Regions from separate parts of the Lactuca sativa genome. Here region 1 is linked to region 2. A link is a contact called in public Hi-C data. All regions are on one chromosome and are shown on one strand. Each heading gives the region's core, a stretch centred on a gene start, on an enhancer-like site or on the middle of the called end of the contact. The rest is flanking DNA. Distances are from core to core; before and after follow the strand shown. Region 1 holds the start of LOC111911418 (probable serine/threonine-protein kinase PBL19). Region 2 holds the start of LOC111911417 (60S ribosomal protein L37a).

Region 1 (7,147 bases), core at 2,721-5,220, 150 kb before region 2:
AAATACAATCACAATGTATTTAAATCTATTACTAAATCTAGACATACAAATAAAAAGATGTAAAATTAAAATTGTGTAGAGTTAGCTTAGAATACAACTACAGAAACCATTTCAACCTAGTTGCATATTTGGGCAATTTAGTTATTCATGTCACCAAACTACCTTAATGGTCATCATTAAATGAGTATGATTAAGAAAACCATGTAACCATAGGAACGAGAAATGTAATTTTGTCAAAAGTAATAAAAAAATAAAAATTAAATGTCAATTTAGTCATTTTATGTATGTTAACCGTTAACAACGAAACTGAAAATAATATAATATAATAAAAAAAAATTGTCGGTGTTAAAACAAAAAAAAAAAAAAAAAAAAAAAAAAAAAAAAAAAGATTAAATAGAAAACTACAAAACCATAAAGGTGTTGAAACTGAAAAAAAAAAACCGATTAGATTAGAAAAATCAAAACCTACAAAACCATGGGGTATATGAGAAAAAACGAATAGATTAAAAAAAAACTACAAAGCCATAAAGGTGTTTGAAACTACAAAAAACGATTAGATTAGAAAAAACAAAACCTACAAAACCATAGGGTATATGAACTCCACACATTTACACTTTGTAAACACATATTTCCACCTTGTAAACATGTATTCTTGATCCCATTTAATAATTTTATAAGAGAATAATGTTTGAGGGTAGGAACAATGAATTTCTTTCCTCAATACAAACAACCCAACGTGAATTTCATTTCATTTTTTCTTTTTTAAAACGACAAAGTAATTAGGTGTTAATATTAATACTTCAATTTTTGTTAGCACCTGACTTTCCGTTGGCATGTCATTTCAAATTATATGAAATGAATAATTTAAAAAAATAATAAATTATTATTGGTGTATGAATTATATTTAAGTGTTGTAAAACTAAAATTATTTAAATATTCGCATTACAAAACTCTTTTAAGTTTAAATATTCACTATATTTATATTTCAATTTATTTTAGCATCCATGCAAACGTTAAAAAACGAACATTCTATTTCTTGCACACTACATATTTGGTCCATATTTTTGTTTTAATATTTTATAGATGTGATCTGCAAACTATATTTCTTTTACCTTTTAAAATCAAACAATGCCTAAGTGGTTCATATATGTAATTGTACACTACAAAGGTTGATACAACAAACATCCATCGATTAAATGCTATAACTAGATTTTTACGCATGACAAACATGTTTAAAACTCATCTTATGAGTCTTGGACATTTTCTTAACCTAGTTGTCAAGATTAACTTATTAACCGGAAAAATGAAGGTTAATACGGCTAAATATGTGTTTATAAGATCACCTATCGTTCCATCTTCTAAAGATTTTTGAGGTTAGATGTTGAAATAGGTGGTCACCCATAAGAGTGTTTGAAAATGACTTTCAAATGAAAGGCCCAACAACTGTTGCATACCTTATATAATTACCTAACAAACGATAACGAAACTCAAATTTTTGGATATTTTCGCAGTTGGTGGTCCATGTTGCCTTTTCAAGGAAAGTTGCATCATTTTGATATACCGATTAAATAATTGTGGTCATTTTGTTGATTATTCAATTTTTTTAGTTTAGTCATTGTCGACGTTTCATATTTATCTATGATTCTTAAACTGTTAGAAGGTTTATCTATGGTTCTTATACCGTCAAAAAGTATAAACCTGGTCATATTGGTCAAATCTAAACATTAACATAAAGACCATAAAATATATATAAATAATTGATTTAAAAAAAAAAAAATCAAATCTTTTTCACGACTCTATGTACCCCATACGTCTATACCCATATTATATATAAGGGAAAAAAAACAATAAACAATAAACTCATCTAGTCATCTACCTAAATACGATACAAAACCATTCATGATTCAACCCTCAACAAAAATTTAAAAATATCAACAATCACAATCATCTTCATTCTTCCCTAACCAACATGAACTGTTCTTCGTGTAGACGGCTCTGGTAACGGTAACGGACTCGGTACTGAACTTGGACTTCTGATATCATCTTCTGACTCTCTAATCGCGTCCTGTAACACATCAACTATCTGACTCATCGCGGGTCGATCTTCCGGATTCTTCCGCAAACAACTGTCCGCCAATTTTGCAACTTTCCGAGCCGCACTAAGCGAATATTGATTGTTTAAACGCGGATCCATTATCATCCGGAACCTTTTGCTATCTGCTGGGAACTGTTTGACCCATTCGATAAGTTTTTGTTCGGATTGTGGTAGGAGTCTATCAATCGCCTTTCTACCCGATAAAATCTCGTATAATACAACTCCGAAACTCCATAAGTCGCTATTTGACTTTAGATGACCCGTTTCCACGTATTCTGGGGCAGCGTATCCGTATGTCCCAACAGGCTGGAAATGACAATAAGTTAGGATCAAAGATTTTATTCATCTCTCTCTTCAATGGAGATAAACTCTATCTAACATGGCTGACTCTATTTAATTATTTATGTTGGAGAGAGAAAAATGTAGGAGTCGTGAAATAAATACAAATACAAATTACTCACCGTTGTGGATACGTGAGTCCGGTCTCCTTGTGGTCCTTCTCTCGCAAGCCCAAAATCCGAAAGTTTTGGGTTGAAGTTTTCATCCAACAACACATTTGCGGACTTGAAATCGCGAAATATCACCTAAATTAATTCCCAAAACATTAGTTTGAATTATGAACTATAATTTAAAAATGTCATAAGATGTGTACTTTTAAATATTAGGATACGTTGTGTAAGATATATATATACCTGGATTTCCAAACCCTCGTGAAGATAAGCTAGACCTTGGGCTGCACCAAGGAGGATTTGTAGCCTTTTTTTCCATGGAATTGGTGGATATGCTCTGCTAAAGAGATGAGATTCTAAGCTTTTGTTTGGCATATACTCGTAGACTAATAGTCTTTGTATTCCCCTTTCACCATCTACTGAGCAGTATCCCAAAAGCTTTACAAGGTTAGGGTGTTCAACAACACCAAGAAACTGAACTTCTGCTAACCATTCTTTATGCCCCTACACATCATATAACCAAAAAAATCTATAAATTTTGGGAAGATAAATCATCATTTTCTTGTTTTATGTTTCTAACAATTTGATCTTAATGTAATTTCAAAGTTTAAGCAAGTCTTATAAATCTTGAAGTTGGAAGCAAGTCAATTGTGGAATCTAATTCCTAAACCATCGATTCCCACGTGTATAAACAAGATTAAACAAATCAAATTTGAGAATATATTCTTGAATGAATATAGAGATTATAAAAATTAAAAAACAAAACCAGTAGATCCGGAGAGAATTTTCAATGGAATACCTGCATCCCATTTCTGTTGAGTTTCTTAATTGCAACCACAAGAGGCTCGCCTTGATCATCAGGAGGTTTAATTGACCCTTTATACACACTTCCGAATCCACCTTCTCCGATCTTTAACATCCTATTGAAATTATTAGTAGCATTTCTGAGCTCTGAAAACGAAAACTTTCTCAAATTATGTTCTTTTTCTCTGTACAATTCCGGTATGCTTCTTGGTGAAACGATTGACCCTGTCGACTTTACTAATCTTGTAGCTGGTTTCGTTGATTGGTTTTGCTCCCGGAGCTCTGGTGAAGATTTCCCTCTTCTTTTCGTTCCGGAACTGAAAATATTGAAACACTTCATCATTGGGAAGAAACCAAGAACCCTAAATGGTGAAGTGAGAAAACAGAGATGAAATTGAAGGGAATTGAAGGAGATTGGAAACGAAAAAAAGCCAGGTGAGGAAGATGAAGATCATGGAATTGTTTGGGTTATTTTGTGTGTTGTGAACAAAGAAGTGGTTGATGATAGGAATGGGAGTAAAATGGTTTCACAAGACACCACCAAAAAGAAGACAATTTGACCAAGCAATTAATTGAAACTTGAAAGGAATTCAAAGGAAGTTTCGTATGGATGCCAAACTATCCCACTGCTGAGAGATCCTTATTTCTAACAACAACGTAAGAGGTTTTGCTTTCATAAAAAAACCGCAATTTTATAAACAATTTAATTAATAACTAAATACTTAAAGGGATAATGACTTGAAAGGGTAACGAACTTTCGACTTTTGTCACATTTAGTCACTAAACTTTTTTTCGTTGTCTATTTGCCACTAAACTATTGAAACTGTTCACATTTTACCCTTATGACCGGCTGTTACCGGTCATAAGGGTAAAATGTGAACAGTTTCAATAGTTTAGTGGCAAATAGATAATGAAAAAAAAGTTTAGTGACTAAATGTGAACAAAATCGAAAGTTCGTTTCCCTCTAAAAAGTTCAATGACTAAATGTGAACAAACTTCCTATTGTATTATGTTTTAGCAAAATTATTTATTTTTGTTTAATTGTAGCAACATTTGTTGATGAAGAAATCTATGAAATAAAAAAACAAAATGTAACATCCGGATTTCCAGGTATCATCATTTAAGTATTTTTCTTTTGAGTTAAGAAGAGAGACTCGACGAGTTGACGCCTCAACTCGTCGAGTAAGGTCGCGACTGATGACTCGGATTAATGAATGGACTCAACGAGTCGGTGAGGCGACTCAACGAGTCCACGTTGTTGGCAGAAACCCTAAATCTTTGGGCCCGAGCCATATTTAAAGGCACTTATGGCCTTCAATTGCGACTACCATTCCCATAAGTGAGAACCCTAGCGAGCTTGAGTGTGTAGAGTGAGAGGAAGAGCTATCTTGAGCTTTTTGGTGTGATAGATCTGGACCCTTCTAGGTTCAGAGAGCCGAGAATATGAAGCTTTAGTAGAGTAAACCTTGGGGTTCGAAGTTAGGAAGCATTTATGGGATTTTTATGGTATATATAGTTACTTTCATCTTACACATAGATATGAAGTATTTTATATAAATTACGTGCTATGTGTGCATATTATTTGAATATTTGCTGTCTATGCTAGATGAACGATTTTATACATGTTTTAAAAGATTTAAACGGTATATTTATTTTATATCTACAAATATATTGCGGATGAAACATGGATAGATGAAATAGTTGGTGTGTGATGAAATAAAATGATGAGAGATAAGTGATGATAGAAAGGTGGTGATAATTAGGTAAACAGATGACGATGAATATGTGATGTAGGATGAAAGGAGATACCATAACCTTAACCAACAATGTGGCGATGTAGTCATCTACCAGAGTATAGATGACGACCACGGACTATTCTAGACAACCCAGTGGAAACACCAGCAGGCTCATAACCTGTAGGTGATGAATTACGAGTTCAGAAGATGTTGTAACTACGTATTCATGCGATGATACTCTAACCCCTTACTATGAATTACGAGTTCAAACGATGTTGTAACTACATATTCATGGGATGTCACAAATTTCGCATGTCAAACCAATGGTCATAATTCACATCAGTGAGAATGGTTCATTTTTTTGTAAAACCAAAATCAGATTGGAAATTTTGATTTTTTATTTTGGAAAATGTCAAACCATTGGTTTTTTATTTTGGTTTTAGTTTTTTGTTTTTTTTTTTAAATATATTTTCAGGGTTTTGTTTTGTTTTTTTCTTATTTCATAGATTTTTTCATCAACAAATGTTGTTACAATTTAACAAAAATAAATAATTTGCTAAAACATAATACAAGAGGAGGTTTGTTCACATTTAGTCATTGAACTTTTTAGAGGGAAACGAACTTTCGATTTTGTTCATATTTAGTCACTAAACTTTTTTTCGTTATCTATTTGCCATTGAACTATTGAAACTGTTCACATTTTACCCTTATGACCGGCTGTTAGCCGGTCATAAGGGTAAAATGTGAACAGTTTCAATAGTTCAATGGCAAATAGATAACGAAAAAAAGTTTAGTGACTAAATGTGACAAAAGTCAAAAGTTCGTTACCCTTTCAAGTCATTATCCCATACTTAAAACACACTTTCATAACATAAATCTATGATATAGTAATGGAGCTTAAGTGTTAGTCAATTAAATGCATAAGTGCTTTTTGACCTAAAAAACATAAGATAGTAAAAGAAATCGTAGTGTTCCAACTTCCGGTATTATAATATGATATCATGAATATGTTTTAATTAGCAAATAAATAAAATATATTTAAAATTACAATACATTTAAATAGTAATGAAATATGATTAAAATATAAGAACTTAAATATACAAATCATAAAAATATGTATATTAACTGGTTAATAAAAAAAATCAAATAAGCTATATTTTCTAATAACAATAAATAATTAATAAAAAATCAATAGTAATAAAGCTATAAACACTAAAAATCTCTATTAAATACTATACTTTTATGAATAAAAATTTATTTTTATAGACAACACTCATATATATGTGATTTATTTTAAAAATCTTTGTCTTTATTTTAAATCGACGACTCAATTTAAAATTAGATTGTATAACTTATCGTTCTCAAACAAATTATGGATTCTGTGTTCTTTTTTTTTCTTAAAGGGAAATTTTCTTTTTCAGCATAATTGATAGTTTTTAAATTCTTTTGTCCATATACACAAAGTCATAATAAACTGTATTAAGATTTAAGAGGGCAAAATAGGGATTTACATTGAGGATCGACATCCATCATACGTCATCTTTGGGAACAACACCGCTAGGACCAACGTCATTGCTATTGTCACCATATTAATTATATATATGTTTCTTTTATGAAATGGGACACATTGAAAAAGTAATGCACTTTAAAAATATTTTTAATAAATATTATTTTAAATTTAATAATAGCATATTAGCATTGCAATTAATAATAATAATAATAATTGCTATTCTTATGTTCAAGGCGCATATTAGTGGGACACATTGAAAAATAGTTCGCCGTATATTCATTTCATTTTATATGTTTGGTTGCTTAGTTTTTATTCTTTTCGTTTCACGTGCTACAAAAAGTTTAGACGTTGGACTTTGAACTATTTTGACACTTTAGAGTTTAGACGCTTAAATGCTTTTAAAATTCAGAACGATACATATAAATTTATAATTTACATGACATTGTTTTGTCGGTTTGGATGTATGCATCTAACATTATTATTGTACAATCTTTTATAGTTTTATTATACAGTTTAGACCCATGACTTAGTTAGGTTTGGCATTGTTGAAGTA
Region 2 (6,985 bases), core at 4,278-6,777:
GGTGGTAAAAAGGGTAATTCCAAGCGTTCTAGAGTCGTTGACTCTAGTGAGAGTCAACGTCACCCAAACCCTCCATGCCAAAATTTGGGTGCATTGACATTCTTAGACTCTCAACAAGAAGCTAGGTATCACAACTTTCTTGGTCGTAGGCGTGCAACACAGAAAATTCGCGGACATGCCCACTCTTGAATCCCTCCATATTCATGACTAAGTACGTGTTTTGTTAAGAAATATTGGATGGGAAGGTTTGTTGTCATTGCATGATGTTGGGTATGTCCAACCAACTCTTGAATTTCTGTAATCTGTTTCTTTCAATCAAAGAACCGAGTATCTCTCATTTCGTGCTTTTAGCCGCAATTATCAGTTGCATAAAAAACAATTATGTGAACTCATTGGTGCTCCAATTGTTAACACTTACGGTCCATTTCACATATCGAATTTTCCATTTCAAGAGGTTGCTAAAGCTTTTTGGGTGAGAATTTCAGGATTGACATACTTTCCAAGTGCTGCCAAAGCATCAAGTATCATTCATCTTGTTCTTAAGGTCGTTCATCGCATCCTTGCTTCTATTGTATTTCCAAAAAATGAGATAAGCAAGGTTGGCCAAAAAGAATTAGAGCTTATGTGGTGTATGATTCATAACCCAAATCAACTTCCTGATTTTGGATTATGGATCATTTTCAAATTGTTGAAAACATCCCGTAGCACCAGTGGTAAATTACTTTGTGGGGGTATAATCGTAATTATCCTCAAACACCCCGCTCTTGCCATTCGCTTTCCACCCGGTCTCGATGTTATTGAAGGAGAAACTCGCCTCACGAAAAACATCTTTCAAAACATGCATTTGTTCCATACCGATTATGAAACAGAAGCCATTTATTGGGCTGTTGATAGTCGTGATTACCTTAGCATCGATCATCATAATTCTCAGCTTCTTCGATTGTCGAATCCCATTCACAACACTGTCTAGCGCCTTAGGTCCAATTTAGGTGTTCCGATGCCTGAGCCTGATTCTGATTCTGATGTGGATGAGCCCATTCCTGATGTTGCTGCTCCAGTGCAGCAAGAACTTGTCATGCATCCCCATCATGACATGTATATGCAAAAATTTCGTAGGTTGCATGAAGGCAATCAGTGTTTGCATCATGACTATTCTGAACTTTATGATAGTGTTTGTGAGATAAATACTGAGATGGTGGAGTTTAGGGAAGAATTTTATACCTTTAGAGACAATCAACAAGCACGCAACCAACATGTGGATTCCCTTGTGACCGACATGCATAGGGTACTTTGTTTAGGTGGTCAACCTACACGACCACCTTATTACCCTCAATATCCACATTACCCCCCACCATACAATCCACAATTTCCACATCAATATTCCCCTCAAGATCCTCCATTCCTGCCACAAGATCCTCCTCAATAATTTGTCCCGCTCTCTTCCCAAGCATCGAGGACGATGCATATTTTTAAGTTTGGGGAGGGTGTATCATAAATAATTAAAAAGAGAGAGAGAGAGAGAGAGAGAGAATCGATATTTCACCATTTTTGTGGATCTTTCAGGGTGATTTGAAGTTTGGAGCATGCTTAGGATGGTCAAGGGAAGCCCTCGGTGAAATTTCGATAGATCCTCGATAATGTCCTTAAATGCAAAATGAATCAATATTACACTAAAAATGCAATGCAATGCTATAAATAAACATGAAATTAGCTTATGAAAAGGTGCAATTTATGCACCTAACAAATCTCCCCAAGCTTGAACCTTTTCTTGTCCTCAAGAAAACAAAACAAAAATTAGCCTTGGAAGAGATGTATGCAAATGCAAATGAAGAAACGCAAACATAGAATTAAAAAGAAAGAATGCCTCAAGTTATTTATCCCGACAACATTATCATGATTAAAGAGTTGTCAACCTATACCCCAAACACATACGAATGTATTGCATTCCAAATCAGGACAGTAGAAGACTTGGAACACAAAGATTTGCCAAGCACTTGGTTTAATTGCATAGAAACATAGTATAAGGCATCTCCTAGTAACTTTTACTGTCAAGGCAGGTGCATCTCAATCTATAGGGCTTGCTCACTGAAACACTCAACTCGTGTATGCACTCATTTCACATGATGCGTGAACTCACTCCTATCAAAGAATCTACACTTCTTATTTAAGGTGGAGGGCACTCGGCGTCGGTAAGGCATATCCCATTCTTCTTAGTTTTCTCCTCATGCTCTTCAATGGCTTATGGTTGCACAATCTTCATATCTTCTTCCAAAATTCGTGTCAAGTCTCAGTAATCCATAATAGGAGATAAATCCATAACCATATCAGGAGCGCAAAAGAAATATACAACAACAAATATAAAAAATAGAACCACATAATCATAATTGTTGGCTTCAAAATAAACTTCAAATGTTAAACAAGCCAACAAAATCAAACACAACCGAATTTCCTATAAAATATCATCATGAAAAATCTGGAAAGGATTGGTTCGGTTCTCTCTCTCTAGCCCTCGATGAAATTTCGAACTTTCAGAGCTAAATTGAAGAAATGAAGAAAATTGGAGATTGGCTATCTTACAGTTCATTACACGGCCCGTGCTTTGGCAAGGCATACGTTACGCGGCCACGCTTTGGAAGTATTTCAGCACATCAGAGTCATTACACGGCCATGTAATGACAAGGCACATGTTACACGGGTCGTGTAACGTGATCTGATGGAATTTAAAAACCTTAACTTCCGATTTATCTACGGTTTTTGGGACATTCAGAGGGAACTTCGACTTGGAACTTCAAGGGGGCGATTTTGGGGAGTTTATATCATAATCTAACACTCTAGAAACACTTTAATTTGCTTTTTGTAAGTCAATTTGAAGTTTAGACTTGTTTGATTTGTAGTTTAACCTAGACATGTGTGGTTGATTTCATTATCATTTCCGAATTTGAATTCTTAAGTATGTGTTGTTAGGTTGTAATTTGAACTTGATTTGTGTTTAACATCTAGTAATCTTTGATTTGATCTTAATCATGTGTTTGGTATATTCTCTTTTTCACTTGATTAATGAACTAGGGTTTTTATCAATCTAGTTAATCAAATTGTAAAATTCGTATATGTTTTATGATTTAATGTTAGTAACATGCACTTAATTGATTGTAATTAAATCAAAATGAGTGTAATCAAAGATTAAATGTTCATAATCCCAAGCTTATGAGGAATATTGAATATTGTTGGTAATTGTTGCAAGAACTTAAAGTCATTTAATGATTTGATGAAAGAGCTTATCTGAATTAAATCAATTAAATGAAGTTTCATTTGAAGAACATGTTTTGAATAAAACATCTTTTGTCAACTTGGATATGAGAGTTTATTAATATCTAAATTACCAACCTAGATTGAACATGAGATATAATCATATTACATCTTTCAACACAATACATGTATATGAATCAAAATCGGAAATGTACTTCTATTACTGCGTTTTGTTAACAATCTTGTTTATTTATGAAGTTTAAATCTAGTTCAAACACAATCCACCATTTTAATATTATTTGTATTATGTGTGAAAATATGGCAAGATAAAAGTCATGTATTCCTGTGGACCGACCCTGCTTACTCTATACTATCTTTAGTATAAGAAAGAGCTTTATTAATATTATTTTATCCCATTATTTGTTGGTTTGACAGCCAAACACAACCCCTTACCAAGGCGAGTTACAGAATCGGAGTACTTCCCGATCGGCTCCATACTGAGGCGGGCAGTGTTGTAAAACTCGGACAACTCGGTGATTAATATGTATAATATACTTAATGATTTATTATCTAACACACACATGTGATTATTACTATATATATATATATATATATATATATATATATATATATATATATATATATATATATATATATATATATATATTAAAATTTCATTAATTATTCACGACGTTACAACTTCGCTAAAACTTTTGAAATCTAGGGGAAAATCGAGCTAAAATCTCAAAGAAACGCAGAGAAAATTGGAAAGGCATAAGGAATGAAGTGGGGCTACAACTGCTATTTATAACTGGATTTTGATCATGCGTGTTACGCCTTTCAAGGTGCGCTTCATGCGCTTAAGGCTACGTCTCCCCAACCGTTGTGTCATGTGTCATCTTCTCTGTGGTCCGTGTTGCCACCTTCTAGAAGCGTGCACCGCACAAGTAAAAAATTTTGTAAATTCTGTAACTTCTTCATATGAACTTCGTTTTCGACGTTCTTTATATTCACACATAGCTATCGACAAGATCTACAACCTTCATTTAGACATCTTCAGATAGTTCTCGCTTTACTTTTAAAGTTATATTTTTATAAGCTTAGATTGATAAAGTCCGTATAAAAATCATAACTCTCTCATTAGATATCAGTTATCGACTGTCTTTATATCGACAAATATATATTAACGAGATCTTCAATTCTCGTTTAGATTGTTCTGACTAACAATCGACCGTTCTTAATTTTGGGTTCTATGTTGTATACTATTGCGCTGAAACTTCTAAAAATCATAACTTTCTTACATGAAGTCGGATTTGAAAGTTTTCTATATGCAAGTTCTCACGTTTACGATTCCTACAACTTTCGTGTGGTCATCTATAAAAACATTTGTTTATCATCGTGATGAATAATTATTCTATTATTCTTTAATCATCTAGTCTTATCTTACGAACGTTACATCGGATCAGTTCAACGTATTCCATATTTGTTCTAAATAGGTTTGAAAGTATTTTTTTTATGTTATAATTTTAGCTGGTCTAGTACATACATATACCCACATCTACTCATATAAAAGCTTAAAAACAACAAATTTTTTAAGGAAAATGACTTATATCTGTAATTGCATCAATTTATACAACAAAACAAAAATTCCTTATTTTTAACATATATTCGCAGATAAAAACATATAATCATACAAAGAATCGAAACATACCCACATAAAATGTATTTCTTCACTGCTAGAAGAAGACATTCTTTGAAGTTGATTTAGTCCGAAATAGTGAGTTTGAAATGAGGTCCGAAACAATGAGTCCGTAAGAATGATCCGAGACAGTAATATATAATAGACCACATTATCGGGTCAGACCATTTTATCCGTTTATCTGTTTCAGAATTTGAGTCAAGAATGAGTTCTAGACCGAATGCCCATTTTTCAAAAATAATTTTAAAGTAGTTATTTTTTAAAAAACCATAAAAAAATAGTTAGATTATTTAATTTATTATTATTATTTTATAGTAATTATCAATAATATAAATATTTTATAGTTAATATAACCATAAAAAATAATCAGATTACTTAATTTCTTAATATTAATAGTATAATTATTTTCAAACATATACATAATTTAACCTTGTTCAATACGAATATTTAAAATAAAAAAAAAAAAAAAAAAAGTATAGTATAATAATTAGATAACACTAAATAGAATCACACTATTGGGTTAGGCCCAATATCATTTATCGTAAACAAGAAAAGCCCAATCGTTTTCACAATACGTGCTTGATTCTGTCCACTATAAATCGTGATTAATGAAGAATTTAGGGTTCAGCTCTTTATCGCCGTGCTTTGTTTCTCTGCAAGTTTCGAACATTCCTCATCCGATCTTCAGAAATGGTATAGTCTATCTTGAACATCATTATCTAGCAATAGCAAGTAAATCGTTTATTTTGATTTCACTGTTTCAGAACATTATAGCATAGTCATTTTTGTTGTTCATCAATCGAATCAGAGCATGCCTATTAGTGTTTCGCGTTTTTCTCTTAGATTTGCACGTACTCCATCTACTCCCAAATAGTCTTCTGTAAAATCCACACGCTTTTATACAAATTAATGAATTATAATTAAGTATTAGATGTTCCATTTCTTTGTATGCTCAAGGATCAATTCCGCTGTTCCGATGATGCAATTCTTTCTAAAGATTTGCAATCTTACCTTGAGTTCGTTAGCATATGCGGTTGATTTAGCAATTCTAAGTTCTAACTAATCAAAGCGGCATGGAATGCATAACACGTCCAAAGTTGGGATTTTTTTAGAATGCTATTCTCAGAAGCTTATAAAATTGTTCAAATTTCGATTGCAAGTAACCACTTTAAACATCATGCGTACCACACATAAGACATTTTTGGTATTAGGATCAGTCGTCATCTGATGAGTATTATAGCTTTGTAGATAAAAATCCAAGTCTTCAAATTTGAAATCTTCATTGGTAATGAAGGGAGTGATTACCAAAATTCACGACCTCCTTAGCATCTGTTCTTTATTGTTAAAAATTTTCAAATACATTACTTTCTAACTTCAGTTATTAACTTAAATTTGTAAACTAAATACTAATTTTATATTCATCATTCAATTTAATTTGCAGACAAAGAGGACAAAGAAGGCCGGCATTGTCGGAAAGTATGGTAAGTATCATGTTTTTGCTACAAAGTTCCTAATATGATAGAAATTATCTATATAAATATTTTTTGTTGTTAAATTACAAAAAATGAAAATATTTTACTTAAATATTGTTTTTTAATTTTCTTTTTCAGGTACCCGTTATGGTGCTAGTCTGCGTAAACAGATCAAGAAAATGGAAGTCAGCCAGCACAGCAAGTATTTCTGTGAGTTTTGTGGGAAGGTAAATCATCTACTTTTGGATTTTTATAATAATTTGTATTTTTTGCAAAATGTTTGTTGCTTATGTGAAAATATTTTGTATTTGTTTTGAAATGGTGAAACAGTATGCTGTGAAGAGAAAGGCAGTTGGAATCTGGGGTTGCAAGGATTGTGGGAAAGTGAAAGCAGGGGGTGCATACACATTGAAGTAATAATTTTTTTTATATTTTCTTTGTTTCTTTGATTTATATTTTAATGTTTTTAATTCACTGATAATTTTGTTTTTTGTTTTTGAATGATAATAGTACTGCAAGTGCTGTTACAGTTAGGAGCACAATTCGAAGGCTGAGGGAGCAAACTGAG

The links. Hi-C and Micro-C count contacts between places; a contact is called where the count stands out from the background.
Region 1: a contact with region 2 is called in a Hi-C map of leaf, with 7 times the contacts expected there. The contact joins the promoter of LOC111911418 here to the promoter of LOC111911417 in region 2. A contact is called at or near these places in 3 of 4 Hi-C or Micro-C datasets (leaf and seed).

What each region holds. Positions count from the first base shown.
Region 1 is chr6:168,430,885-168,438,031 of Lsat_Salinas_v11, reverse strand. LOC111911418 (probable serine/threonine-protein kinase PBL19) reads right to left here and starts at 3,970. Exons shown (of 4, transcript XM_023907198.3): 1 at 3,344-3,970; 2 at 2,788-3,048; 3 at 2,557-2,679; 4 at 1,769-2,401. The coding sequence starts at 3,691. The coding sequence ends at 1,961.
Region 2 is chr6:168,282,331-168,289,315 of Lsat_Salinas_v11, reverse strand. LOC111911417 (60S ribosomal protein L37a) reads left to right here and starts at 5,527. Exons shown (of 5, transcript XM_023907197.3): 1 at 5,527-5,638; 2 at 6,387-6,426; 3 at 6,556-6,644; 4 at 6,748-6,830; 5 at 6,928-6,985. The coding sequence starts at 5,636.